2 separate regions of the Sus scrofa genome follow, and region 2 is linked to region 1. The links are chromatin contacts, called in public promoter capture Hi-C maps. All regions are on one chromosome and are shown on one strand. Each heading gives the region's core, a stretch centred on a gene start, on an enhancer-like site or on the middle of the called end of the contact. The rest is flanking DNA. Distances are from core to core; before and after follow the strand shown. Region 1 overlaps LOC110256651 (a long non-coding RNA gene). Region 2 holds the start of PHYHIPL (phytanoyl-CoA 2-hydroxylase interacting protein like).

The links. Promoter capture Hi-C pulls out the DNA fragments that hold promoters and counts their contacts.
Region 2: a promoter capture Hi-C map of liver shows a contact between it and region 1, with 6 times the contacts expected there. The contact joins the promoter of PHYHIPL here to the enhancer-like site in region 1. A contact is called at or near these places in 3 of 5 promoter capture datasets (fetal liver and liver), 24 of 47 Hi-C or Micro-C datasets (adipocytes, alveolar macrophages, brain and 14 more) and 1 of 2 datasets of contacts at active chromatin or transcription factors (skeletal muscle).

The regions. Positions count from the first base shown.
Region 1 is chr14:62,307,359-62,313,904 of Sscrofa11.1, reverse strand. All of the region lies in intron 5 of LOC110256651 (a long non-coding RNA gene), which reads left to right. Among named protein-coding and RNA genes, the nearest start is that of PHYHIPL, 220 kb to the left of the region's middle. Within about 2 kb of position 4,839, at least 2 of the 83 cell types and tissues checked have an H3K27ac peak or open chromatin away from gene starts, as enhancers often do. A contact at or near this core is called in liver, where this site is marked.
Region 2 is chr14:62,522,351-62,528,807 of Sscrofa11.1, reverse strand. PHYHIPL (phytanoyl-CoA 2-hydroxylase interacting protein like) reads right to left here and starts at 2,893. Exons shown (of 5, transcript NM_001244581.1): 1 at 2,565-2,893. The coding sequence starts at 2,670. It overlaps LOC110256651 (a long non-coding RNA gene), which reads left to right and starts at 3,120. Exons shown (of 7, transcript XR_002338489.1): 1 at 3,120-3,262.

The DNA of each region.
Region 1 (6,546 bases), core at 3,590-6,089:
GTACTACTATCTGGAGGAGAACTTACCAGGGATCTTGTACTCTGTTGAAATTCCATTTCAGCCTCTTACTATTTGGGGGCAAGTTGCTGACAATTCTCAAGGCTCAATTTTCACACTGGGAGAGTAATAATCACATCATAGGCTGCTATGAAAAATGACAGAGTGATTAGGTGGTTAGAGGACAAAATGAACTTGGTTAGAGCAGTGAGTACAACCCTTGGCACATAATAACTCAGTAAATTCTGGTTATCTTCTTTCATCGGGCCCTAATCTCCAGTCAAGATCAATCTTATCCTTAGCCAAGTTAATTATTTCTATGATATAATTTTAGAGGTAACAGGATATTCCCAGGAAAACAAATATTCCACCGAACACGACTGATTTGCTGATTCTTTCCAACAGTGCCTTAGCTGACTCATTCCTTTAATTCACTTAAAGCTCTGTGCATGTGTCCCCCCACCTCAGAGATATCTTACCTGACCGTCCTATCTAAAATGGTCCTCCTCTATATCATTCTTTATCACCTTACCTTGCTGGTTTTTCTCATAGCACTTATTAGTACCTGAAATTATATTGTACACGCGTTTGTTTGTTCCCTGCCTTCCCCCATTAATCTGTAGACAGTAATGACAGAGAGTTTGTCCATCTTGTTCATAGCTGTTCTCCCAGCCCAGCTTTTAGAACAGGATATGGAAGTACTTGACAGGTGCTCAATAAGCATTTGTTGAATAAATAAATAAAGGATGTTCCAAATTCCACAACTGATCTTAATTTCCTTCCCATAAAGCTTTATTTATAGCAAGAATCATCCTTTATTAGGCAGTTACCTGCCCCTTAAACACTTTACATGGATAATATAATTTAATCATTTGAACATCCTCTATGAGATAGGAATAATTATGATTCCCTAATATAGGTAAGAAAATGAAAGCTTAAAGAGGTTAAGTATCTTGCCCAAAGGCAAAAGTGCAGATAGGATTCATTCTAGGTTATTGGACTATAGAATCATCTGCATTTTCAATTCCTTCCATCCCTTCATGCTGCTGCACTTAAATCCTACAGTATTTTGAACTGCCTTTCTATTTCATGTCACAATGCAAATACCTCTGGCGATGGGCAGTGTTAAACTGTTGTTAGTCATTTACCCTCTTTTGGTGCATTGACATGCTAGGAAATACATTTGGGGAGAAAGAGACTGAGATTGCAAGTCTAAGCACCTGAGACGAGATATCTTAGAATGCAAATACTAGTATATATGTTTACTAAGATGCTGCAGCATTTTTTTTTTTTTGAAGGTTACTTCGCCTTATAATCATTCCATATCCAGAGCACTCTTCCTCCTTAACACTGAGCTGTTTTCCCTTTGCAATTTAGCATCTCCAAGACAGCACATCTCTGGGGGATTGCTGATTTGACAATACCTCCCTTGGGTGTCAAAGAAGCCAATCAGCCACAAGATGAGAAATTGCCAGAGGTTGTTTTGTTTTGTTTTAACTCCAATGTCATTTCTTCCTGCATTAGTAAGAGTCCAGGCAAAGGCACTGGCTAATTGGATTTGAATATCACCTGTGCAGTCACAACACTCAGTACTTCTCCATAGGATAGACCACAGACTGCCTGTTACTGTTATCACAGCAGGTAGGACATAGTTGTTTAGCAAAAGGAAAGAACAAGAATAACAAAGTACTAGGTTGGCTATACATGGAGGTAAGAAGGAAGACTGCTTCTCTGTTGTAATTTGAGAGGTACCACAGGCTACCTGTTTCAAAATATCAGTCTTAACTTTTAGTTTGAGATTTCCCCCATTAGTGTCATCTCACTTCCAGGAAGAGATGTTTCCAGAAGTCTCCCTTGCTTGAGAAGGCAGGAAGGGCACATGAAGCTTGGGTTAGCTAGCTGTTACCATAGCAGCTTGAAGCAAGGCCCTGGGGGGGGGGGGATGAAACATTGGACAGTCAAGTTCTGATGAGAAAGAAAAGGGACAGAGTGAAAGGTTAGGTGAGGTGGCACTCTAATTGGTAGCCCTGGGCAGCCATGCAGCAGTCGTCTATAAAACAAAAAGTTACTACTCATTTTAGCCAGGTACAATCTTAAATTTTCCATCATAAAGTTAGCCATGCTTCACCTTGAAATAGTGAGTTCTCACTCTCTTTAACAATACATGAGTTTTTAAAAATTCTTAGCTGTCCTTTCCCTCTAGTCCACTTCCAGGACAAATAAAATTTAATTTTCTAAAGCAACTAAAATAGTGAAAATTAGAATCTACTTCTAGCCTTGTTCATGAAATCCAAAGGCAATTGGCCAGATACCAGGATCTTTCTTACTATGTTCCCAGGTTCATCTGGGACAGTAGATGTAGGAAGGAATAGATTGTAGTTCATTTTTTTAATGACTTTTTTTTTTTTTTACAAAATTCATTATCTTTTGAAAGAAGTTTTCCAATGAAAAAAATACATCTTATAACATCTTAGAGCAGGGAGGAATCTTAAAGGTTTTCCAAATTCCATCCCTTTCTTTTACAGAGAAGAGTGCTGAGAGTCAGAGAGGTTAATTATGTCCTCTAACCACCTAATTACTCTGTCATTTCTAATTATTGCTAGAAAAAAAGCAGGAATTCCCAGTGCCCTCCATTTATGTGCACTGAAAAACCAGTTTGCATATCAGCAGGAAATGTCAGCATCAAGGCCAAGAATGTTCAGTTTGTTCATAATAAAAGTAATAACAGCTGACATCTATTGAGCAATTATAATGTGCCAGGCACAGGGCTAAATGCTTTACAACATGTATCTCATTTAACCTCTGAGTACTCCTGTAAGGGATGTTTATCCGTCTTATAGAAGGGAATATCATAGCTGAGAGAACTAGGTGACTAGTTTAATAGTTCAAACAGCTAGGAAGAAACAGGCTCAAGGTCTGATTCCAGTCATTGCTTCTGACCATAACACTAAATCTTACCTCCTGGCTATTTCCATGTCTCACTTTCCCGTAAGAAAACCAAGAATCAATAATCAACTATGAGCTTAATGCCTCCCTCTGACAGCTAAATCCATCCCCAAGGAAGTCATCCAACTCTAGCCAACTAACCATATTTCCTAGTAATCTACTTTAAAAAACAAAACAAATTTTTTTCCTGATTATAAATGTAAATCATATTCAACTTGAAAAAAATTAAAAACACAAAGATAAAGGAGAAAATTAAAATCTCCTGTAATTATACCAAGGATCACATGCAGAGAAATCTTATTTTCTTCCATTTTAAAGACCACTATATTTCTAGCAAAACTCAGCAATAATCTCTAGCTTTTTCTTCATATGTCATTTTCCTTAAGGAAATTTGCATAGTGAATGACCACCATCAATGATTATTTATACTTTTTCATTCATTCATTTATTCAACTGAGATATAGTGCTTGAGTGTCTACCCTGTACCAGGTGCTCTGCTAGTTGCTAGACTCACTGATGGCTAAAGACAAGCCCTGGTCCTGGCCTTGTGGAACCTGCAGATTTATTCTCAGAAAGAAGTTTTCAATGTCTTTTATCTTAACTAGCCTGACAAGATACAGATGCTTTTTAGTCCATATGCCCAATTGGAGTAATTCTTTCCATCACTGTGATAGAGGAAGGGTGGTATAAAGAAGTGTCTCATAGCCTCATAACTGACATAGAGCAATTAAAAGCCACTGGGGAAAAAAAAAAGAAAATTGTGGGTCTTTGGAGTTCCCACCATGGCTCAGTGGGTCAAGAATCCTCCAACTGCAGCAGTTTGGGTTGCTGCCAAAGTATAGGTTCAATCCAAGATCCAGCATCACCCCAGCTCCACCATAAACTGTAAATTCAATCCCTAGCCCAGAAACTTCCATATACTGTGGGTGCAGCCATACAATTTTTAAATAAATAAATAATAAAATTGTGAGTTTGATAATAACTTTTCATGGCAAACATAGATCACGGGCTTGGATTTTAAGGATTTCCCACAAAAATATTCTTTCTATCCAGGACATAGATATTTCTTTGGTGCTAAGCTGGCAGCCTTACATGTAGAGGGGTTAGGAATCAGGTGCTTAAGCTTGGAATTCCTTTTATGTGGACAAAACTTGCCATTAGACAAACACCACTGAGGCTGATTGAAATGTGTGACTAAAACTCATTCTAAACAACACATGGTGGGGCCATAATTCCTAAGAACAGGCATTTATGGGAGTAATGCTCTCAAAAGCCTAAAGTCTATGGGAATGGAGGAGACAATTCATTATAAGTCAGCCATGCATTCTATCTTAATTTCTTATTTCTGCATATCAAGTGGATACAAGTTTAACTGTTTAAAGCAACACACATTTAGTCACTTATACTTCTGGCAGTCAGAAGACTAAAATGGGTCTGCAGGACTGTGTTCCTTCTAGAGGCCCTAGGGGAGAATCTCTTATTACCTTTTCCAGCTTTAAGAGGCTCCCACATTCCTTGGCTCAAGACTCACATCACTCTGACCTCTGCTTCCATTATCATAGTTCCTTCACTGACTGGTCATTCTGCCTCCCTCTTACTAGAAACCTTGTGATTACAGTGAGTCCATCTTAAGAATCTTAATCATACCTGCAAAATCCCTTTTACTATGTAGGGGGATCAGGTGTTTGGGACCTGGATGTCTTTGGGGGGGGCCATTATTTGGCCCACCACAGGCTATAATGACAGACTGGAGTATCTCACATTTTTCTTGAGCTGGAGTTACTGCAGTAGGGTTTGAGTCCCTCCCTCTTTCTTTTCTCTTTCCTCTCCTGTCCTTCCACTCAGTTCTGTTTTGATTCAAATATTGAGTCATCCTTTCTGGGATTTTCCTACCTCCTGCAGGCAGAAAGACATTGGTGCAAAGTTCTGTTCCAACTACTCTTCTTTATTTATTTCACCATAACTTCTATTTGTGCTTGAAAAGCCCACGGACATATTGCGTAAGTGGATTTGTGCTCAAAACTACCTACCTCAGGCTCTTGAAAGAAGACTTAGTCACTGAACACTTATTTTAGCCATATAATTGCAAATTTCTCATTGCTTAATTCAGGGAAGATGAGCCTAAGTATAGGCTGTTTAGTTTTCAGAGGATGAACCTATGAAGAAAGGTCTGTTCTCTCTGGATAAGGTCTGCTGGCATTTGGTAACTGAGGTGAGCCAGTGAAAGAGCATTTCAGTGCCTCTTGAATCATACACTATCCAATTCCTTAGGACCTAAAAAATACCATTGCTGACCTTCCCTTTTAGGTCAAAAGCTTCTTAGCAGAAGAATCTAAAGCAAAGATTATTATATCAAGTTTATCACATTGATGTCAGTGGTGATGGTGCCCCTACAGAAGGGAAGGCATCCCAAAGCAGAGAGACAAATGGGAAGCCCATATATATATGCCCTCCCCATGCCATACCCAAGCAGACATCACTAATCAATCAAGCACCATTCTTCTGGGGAGCCTAGATCTGGCCTTAAAACCATTCCTGACTGAATGTTCCAACAAGCCACTGCCATTCAAACGGGATTGGCAAGTAAATGGAGCTCTATCTGATGTCCCTGCATTAGAGAGCCAATGCCCTCTTGTTTCCAAACATTAAGGAAAATTCCTTCTGCTGCAATCCAGCAATAAAACACTCTGGTGCCTGGAATACTACTTGAGCTCAATTTCTGGAGCTGCCAAAATCCTGAGGGACACTGAATGAAAAGTGAAGCAGATGCTTCTCCTTCCTATCTCCCTATTTTCTATTTGGAGACCTTGGGTGGGGATCCTATCTCAGTGCTTCCAGTTCCTCCTTTGGGGATACTGGATAATGGGGCTTTGGTCACTTTCTCCTCCATGGAACTTTTGTGCTTTGAATTCCTGCATTCAATGTGCAGCCCTACCCCAAATTTCTGCATTTTCTTCCTTAATTATGGCTCTCCTCCTCTTTCCTCAAAGCAAAATCCTGCTGGGCCCCCAAGAGTATCCTCCCTAAGGAGTACTTGGAAGTAATGTCAAAATCTTCAAAGGCAAGGAGGTGAAAGAAACACAGGCTCATCCATCCCTGTCTCTTTTTTTCACCTTGTGGTTTCCACTCACAATAAGCAACCTTAGAGGTTATCAAACACCCAACCGTGCTGTGACAACCATTCATCCATTAAAGCCTCTGATTGCCTGGCATAATTGCAGCTATACTCCTACTCCAGGAACATGGCCCTTCATCTGTTCTCAGGCACCCGCTGGCTTTTACACTAGTGCTTGCTAGGAAAGAGGAAAAGCCCAGCTCATTCAAACAGCTCAGTGACAGGGGAGCCAGCCACATCAGAACAAGAGAGGGAAGGAAAAGCAGCACATGCAACCGTGTGCTTGCTTTTAATTCAGAGAAAATTATTTACGCAGCTGACTTTCCAAATTTTAGCTTAGTCTCACAGGGAGATTCTTTGCTTTGGACCAGGGCCGTCCGGAGCCTGCAAAATCCTGAAGTGCCCGAATCAAAAGAGCAGATCTCTTCAGTCTCCCAATTTCAACACCTTTCCAGTGCTAGTTGAAAATCCAGCTGCAGGCTTTGCAG
Region 2 (6,457 bases), core at 1,644-4,143, 220 kb before region 1:
TTTATTAAACAATCATATGCTACTTTCTCATTCTATTTTAGTCCACTTACAAGGAATTTTTCTAATTTTTCCCATCAGATTAATAGTAGAGTAAAATAAAGAACAAACAAGACAAATCTATTTCTATAGTCATAAAATTATGAAAATATAGCATTTATTACTTGAGCACATAATATACCTACCACATACTAATATTTCTGTAATATAGTTATAGAAGTTAAATAATGAGGCCTTAGTGAAAGGAAGGGAGTGAAGGAACCAAATAGCCTTTACCTGAAAATCTCTCAATATAAAATTTATAATAAGATGTGGTTGAAAAACTTAATGCAATACTTAGAAATTTTTTTGTAAAAATAACTATATCATCTCTTCCAAATTACTCCCATGAAGCCAACTTATTAACATCTTTGGAATTGATGTATAGAGTTATGAAATGAAAAGTTAGGCATTTAAGAACACCTTTACACAAGCTATTTTCAAATTTTACACATCTTTTAATAGAAGAGTTAACCCTTTATATATGTTAGTATACACTATTTTATAAAATGAAACATTAGTTAATCTATGCTGAATCCATTAGAAAGTCTGCAAATAAGCAATTTTCATAGATATGGCCTAGTGACAATACCTTTCCAAATCAAATGTTACATAATTGGCTCATTTTGCAGGATTAATAATGTGAAATGAAACAACTAAAAAATATTAACAAAATAAAATGACCACTTCTCCAGAAGAAGAGACCATGGTAAATGCAGCACATTAATTTTTGCACTCTACATTATTAACTCTGTAACCATCATTTAAAAACTTTATGTTTCCTAGTATCTTTGAAACATGTGGTTAAAAGCAATTTTAAGTATTGATTACTGGCTTCTGAAGAGCAACCATGACTGCCTGTTTCCAAAAACTACAGCAATAAGCTTCTGATACATCACTGAGGTAAATGAAAATAAAATCTACTTTTAGTAGATTCTTGGTTTTCTGTCAAAGCAATCTAGGAAAATGAAAATATTTACAATGATAACAGTACAAAAAGTCATTTCACAATAGTGTAAAGTAAACTCCATGGGACTTCTTATGTGATATGTTTTTTAAAAATCTGTATATTCTAATAATGCAAGCTTATATATAGAATATAGAAACAATGAATTTTTTTTAGATGCCACAAATATGTGCACCTATTACTATGGTGACCAAAATAGTCTAAGGATGAAGGAAATGTAAGTAACTTTTCCAAGAATATTTCATAAACATACAACACTTGTTTCAGAATTATTTAAAGTGGTTTTGGATTCAAAGAGCAATTACTCAAAGAGTGACTGTCCTAAATTTATTAACAAGTGGAAACTCCATGTTCAGCTGACCTAAACTGCACTGTATAGCAACGCCTAACCAAGTTATTACCATTTAAATGACTGTAAACAAGACCTCTGCTCTCTACTTGGATTCATACTGATCAATTTTATGACCTATCATAAGCACATTAGTGTTTCTGTATCACTTTGGCTAAACACCATTTTAAAATTACCCCTCTCTATATAGTTAAACCTTAATTTCATTTAAAGCCCAAACTGTTCAGAATCATCTTGACAACACACAAATTATTTTTCCTTTGTCAGATGTACAATTTTACAATTATTAGGCCAATCAATACTAATCAGGTGACTTTACAGATGAAGTTTTATTCCACATTACTTAAACAGCACTGACTTCCAACTACTCCAACTCATACAGAAGCACTATAACTACCCATACTGCACAGAGTACTAGTTTATCTCTTTAACGCTCAGAACCTGTGTTTAATCAATTTCCTTCTTTAGGAGACTGCCAACTTTAACAATAGAATAGGCCATATAATATCAACACACAATGGTGAGTACTCGCCACATATTCTGAATCACAGGAGCTATATTAGGCCACTTCCTTTACAGATTTTTGACAGTTTCTAAATCGTACCCCAAAACCACGAAGCCTGTGGCTGTCCTTGGTGCTGAAATGCACTCTTTTTCTGCCCCTTCACTGAAGAAACTGTCACCTCAATCCCATTTTGAGAGAAGGAAATCTGAAGAAGGGAGGTTCAGAAAAGGAAATGATAAGTTTCTGGGCAGAGATCGCTAACTACTGTGTGCGGGGGGTGAAGGGGGTGGAACAGGCTAGAAACATCCTGAGGGCAACTCCCCTTCGGCTCCCGGAGACCCAGGAAAGCGGTTCTGCGGCAAAGGTCGGACACGCCTCGTCCCGAGCTGGAGCAGCGGGCAGGAACGGCGCCCTCGCGGGGCAGCCCCTCAGCCGGGGCCAGGCAGCCGAGAACAGCGAGCGGCGCCGCAGCCGGGGACTTTCCCGGACGAAGCGTTAGCCCCGGGGTCCTTTTGTTCCCCGGGTTTGAGGGGAGGGTAGGTGGGCGAAGGGGAGCCCCCACCCTCATTCATTTGCACAAGGGTTGGGGGGAGGACAACAAAAGACCCTGCCGCCCGAGCGGGCAGGGTCGGCCAAGCCGGGGCTGCCGAGGCGCCTGGCCGCGGCGCGGGCTCGGCCCCTCTCCCCGAAGTCCCGGCCGCTCTTACCGTCCCGGTCGCACAGCTGAATGGCCTCCAGGCTGAGGTTTTTGATCACCTCCTCACAGGGACTGGTAGGGCTGTTGAGGGCATGATCCAGGCGCGGCACCTCCATTTTTCCAACCCCCTTCTCAAGTCCGCCTGCTTCGTACCCAAGCTCTCTCGGCGGACCGTGTGGTAGAGAAGGGCGGGAAAGGGAAGGGGAGTGGCGGAGGGCGGGAGGGGGGCAGGCCTGGGACTCGGCGCTGAGGAGCCGAGGCTGAGCTGCGGGGCTAGAGAGCCGCTGCCGAGGCGACAGCAGAGGCAGGAGCTCCGCGGAGCGTGCGGGTCTGAAAGACGGAGACCGACCCGGCGCGAGGGTGGGAGGCGGCGCGCTCCCGGCGGGGAGGGGACGCGGTGCGCGGGGAACGTGAGGAAGAGGGCGCGAGGCGCGCAGGCGCGCAAGAGGACGCGTCCACCTGCTGGCGCGCAGCATTCGCTCTCCCCCGCCCTTCTGCGCGCGCGCGCCCCCGGCGGCCCTCCTGCCTCGGCGCCTTCAGGCCCAAGGTGAGGGCTCTAATCGCCAGGAGCGCGGGAACGGCGGGCGTGTCTGGCGGTGAGGGTGGCGCTTGCCTCTCCCTCCCTCCCGGTGAGGGTGATTTGGCGTTCATTCCCTCCTCACAGTGTCATTCGGAGCCAGGTTGGCACTGAGGCTTCTGCACGAGGAGGTGAGATTGAGCAGTTGGTTTATCAGGGATTGGGAAAATGAGGGTCCACACACTTTTCTATCGGGTTTGGGAGCCCGCGGGCAACCTTCAACCCCTCACGGTCCGGGGCTCCTAGCCGCCCTAATCCTGTTTGCTTGGCCAGCCATTGGAAACAGCTGCTCAGTGTGAGAATGAGCCGACTAAATGAGGAGAGGTACGGTTTAGGGATAGGATTTTGGCCATCCCGAAGGAGGGGCAAACTGTGGAATTCAGAACTGCCAGAAAGGTGAGGGAATAAGGGGATGCCCGCCAAAGCTGCTGAAAGGCAGCAGATGTGCCTTGGGGAGCCAGCTGCTAGTCTTTCATCCTTCACAGTCTAGCTTCATTCATTCATTCAACAAATAAGTGCTTACTCCCCATCAAAGGCTTTGTTTTAGTTGCCAGTGAAGGAGAGAAAGACAGTATCTGCCCTGCAGCATTTGGAAGGTAGCTTTCTTTTCCACAGTGGAAAATGTGCTGTCTTAAGTTACCCTAAACTTGTGTGCCCATTATTTTTAGTGTCACGAGATTCTGCAGTGCACTCAGTGGAGGTGTACATGATTTTTAAAAAGAAAATAGATATAGGGTCCCAGGCGTTTTGCTTTTTTGGAATAGTTTTTAGTTTTGTTACTATCTCAGGATCAAAAGTAGTGCCACCTCCCCATTTTTAGTGTGTATTCTAATTTGAAATGAAAGTTTCTTGTCATTGATTTTCCAACCTCAAACCTAGATGTTAACCTATAGAGTAAGTTTACACATGGATTGCTATATGCTGCCCTTTCTAGTCGCATCCATTTAGCCATAACATGGCTAAATCTAGTTAATTGATGCCTCATGAAACACAAGGACCAGCTTAAGGTAAAATAAGCCTGTGAGAAAATTTGGCACAATTGCAAATTGTTAAAAATCTGCAGAATATAATTGGGTATCCTAAAGTGAAACGTCCTCATTATCAGCTTAGGTATTAATGAAGATGGATGTCCTTCGTGTACTTTGAGAAAATTTTTGTGTCAAGGTGTCCCCAAGGAAAGGATAAATTATTACTTGTCAAGAAGCATGACAAGATGGTGCTTATTGGTGAATTTCCTGTGTTTTAAAGCCTGGTTCTGAAGGACTAGAAATTAATATTGTCAGCCCAACTACAATAAGTTCATCTTTCAGAGTAGTATTAAATTTATAAATCTTAAAATGAACTGTGTAAGCTATATTACCAATTTATTGATTTACAGATGAGAAACATAATTCATGCATAGAATTAAAATTAAAAAGCATATGAATATTTAGAAAGCACCTGCTATGTCCAAGGACAGTATACTAAACGTTGAATTTTTGAATCCAAATAAGGAAAGATAGACATTGAAAAAGTAAAATGATAGGTGTTATGAAAGAGGAAGTATGGGAGTTTGTGGAAGCACACACATGGATCCCATCAAAGTCTGGTTAGTTAGGAAAGCCTCTAAAATGACTTTATTTTAAAGATATGGGAAATGATTGAAAGGCTTTAAAGAGTAAAATATCAGTAGAACAGTATTTGAGTAATGGAAAATGGGGTGATGTTTTGAGAAATAGTAATGCAAATATAAGACCTACTTAATCCAAAGCACCTTTCTGTTAAGGATTTAGATTGTTACATAAGAAATATGAAAAATCAGTTAATGTTTAACTTTTGACATTCAGCCTAGGATTTTTTTTTTTTAGCAATTGTTAGGCCTCAAATCAAGACATTGTCAAGAGATAAAATATAAATTTGTACATGGTTTAATATTTCAAGATTAGGCCAATGATGCAAATGATAGAATTTCTCTAGCAAAGACAAGATATTCTAGCCCACCATAAAGGCTTAGGTCAGAGATTGGTGTAAGGAAGATGGTGGCTGTGGGATAAGTAAGTAGAAGAAAAGGCTCAGAGGATTATAAAAAAGAGGTAGAAGTGCTTGAGGAAGGCATCCAACAACATTTTTACTCACTCTTACCTTGAGGATGTAGGGTGAGGGGTTGTAAATTTAGAAATGTCCAGATGGATATGGGAAGGCTACAGGACAGAGCAATTGCTGCCCCAGTTCTTAGATCTTTGGGAGGATGTCACCGGGTCATGCTAAGAGGGAACCACATTCAAGTAACGTTGAACAGGGCATCATTGTTAGGTGAAGGGAAGACAGGAGTTTACTTTCCAGAACTGCTGAAAGTTCCTTGTTCTCAGAAGGTAGCTGAGTTGAGAGCTAGCAGGCCTGCCATGTTAAAAGAGCAAAGTGATATTCTAGCAAAAACTGCAGGGGAGACCTTCTAGAACACTGATGTCTAAACCATCAAAAAAGATAAGACTTGTCAGTCAGAGACAGCTACCAGGCCCTGACCAAACTGAGAAAGCACAGACTAAGAGTTTTCTACCCACCAACTCCAAATGAAAAACCAGATATGCAGGAGATGTCAACACAGAAACCCGAGGAGGCAAAAGATACTATTTAAGTCCCAGTGCCTCAGAGTAATGATATTCCCAAATACCATTTAAAAGAGGATATAGGGGGAAAGGTAGAAATCTGAAAGACTGAGGGTTATATCTAAAAAAATCCTAACTTTACCTAAAGGAACATATTAAAATACTGATTTATTTAGGTTCCTGGATTAGACTAAAAACATATTATTCCCCCTCATCTATATATAAGTGAATGAAATTTATGAAGATAACCTAATCAGTTTTAGGTAAAATGAATATGAAGTTGCAGTGGGAGCCTTTGTAATCTCCATACACTTACATTGTTTAATTTTTAGCCTGAGGTGCTTTGCAGTAAAATCCTACCAGTCATTCAAGCTCCAACTCAAATGGTACATTCCCTGTAAAGATTATTCCTACTGACCAAAATGTCTTTTTGTTTTATTTACATGAGGCTTTATTTATAGTTATCTATAGACATAATCACTATGATTTATGTCATTATTATACATGAAGAATCAGGCTCAGAATTTGAAAAGAACCTTAAACATATCTTATTTCAATCCTTTGTCAAATGTTGAAGACCTCAATAAGAAGTTGTTTATCTTTTAATAAATGATAAATTAAAATCCTAATGAAGTAATCCAAAGTCTTACTCATTCTGGGCCCAAACATGCCTACTATAAGGTCAATACAAAGACCTTAATTTTCCCCTCTGTTGGTCATACACAATAACGATAATCCTTC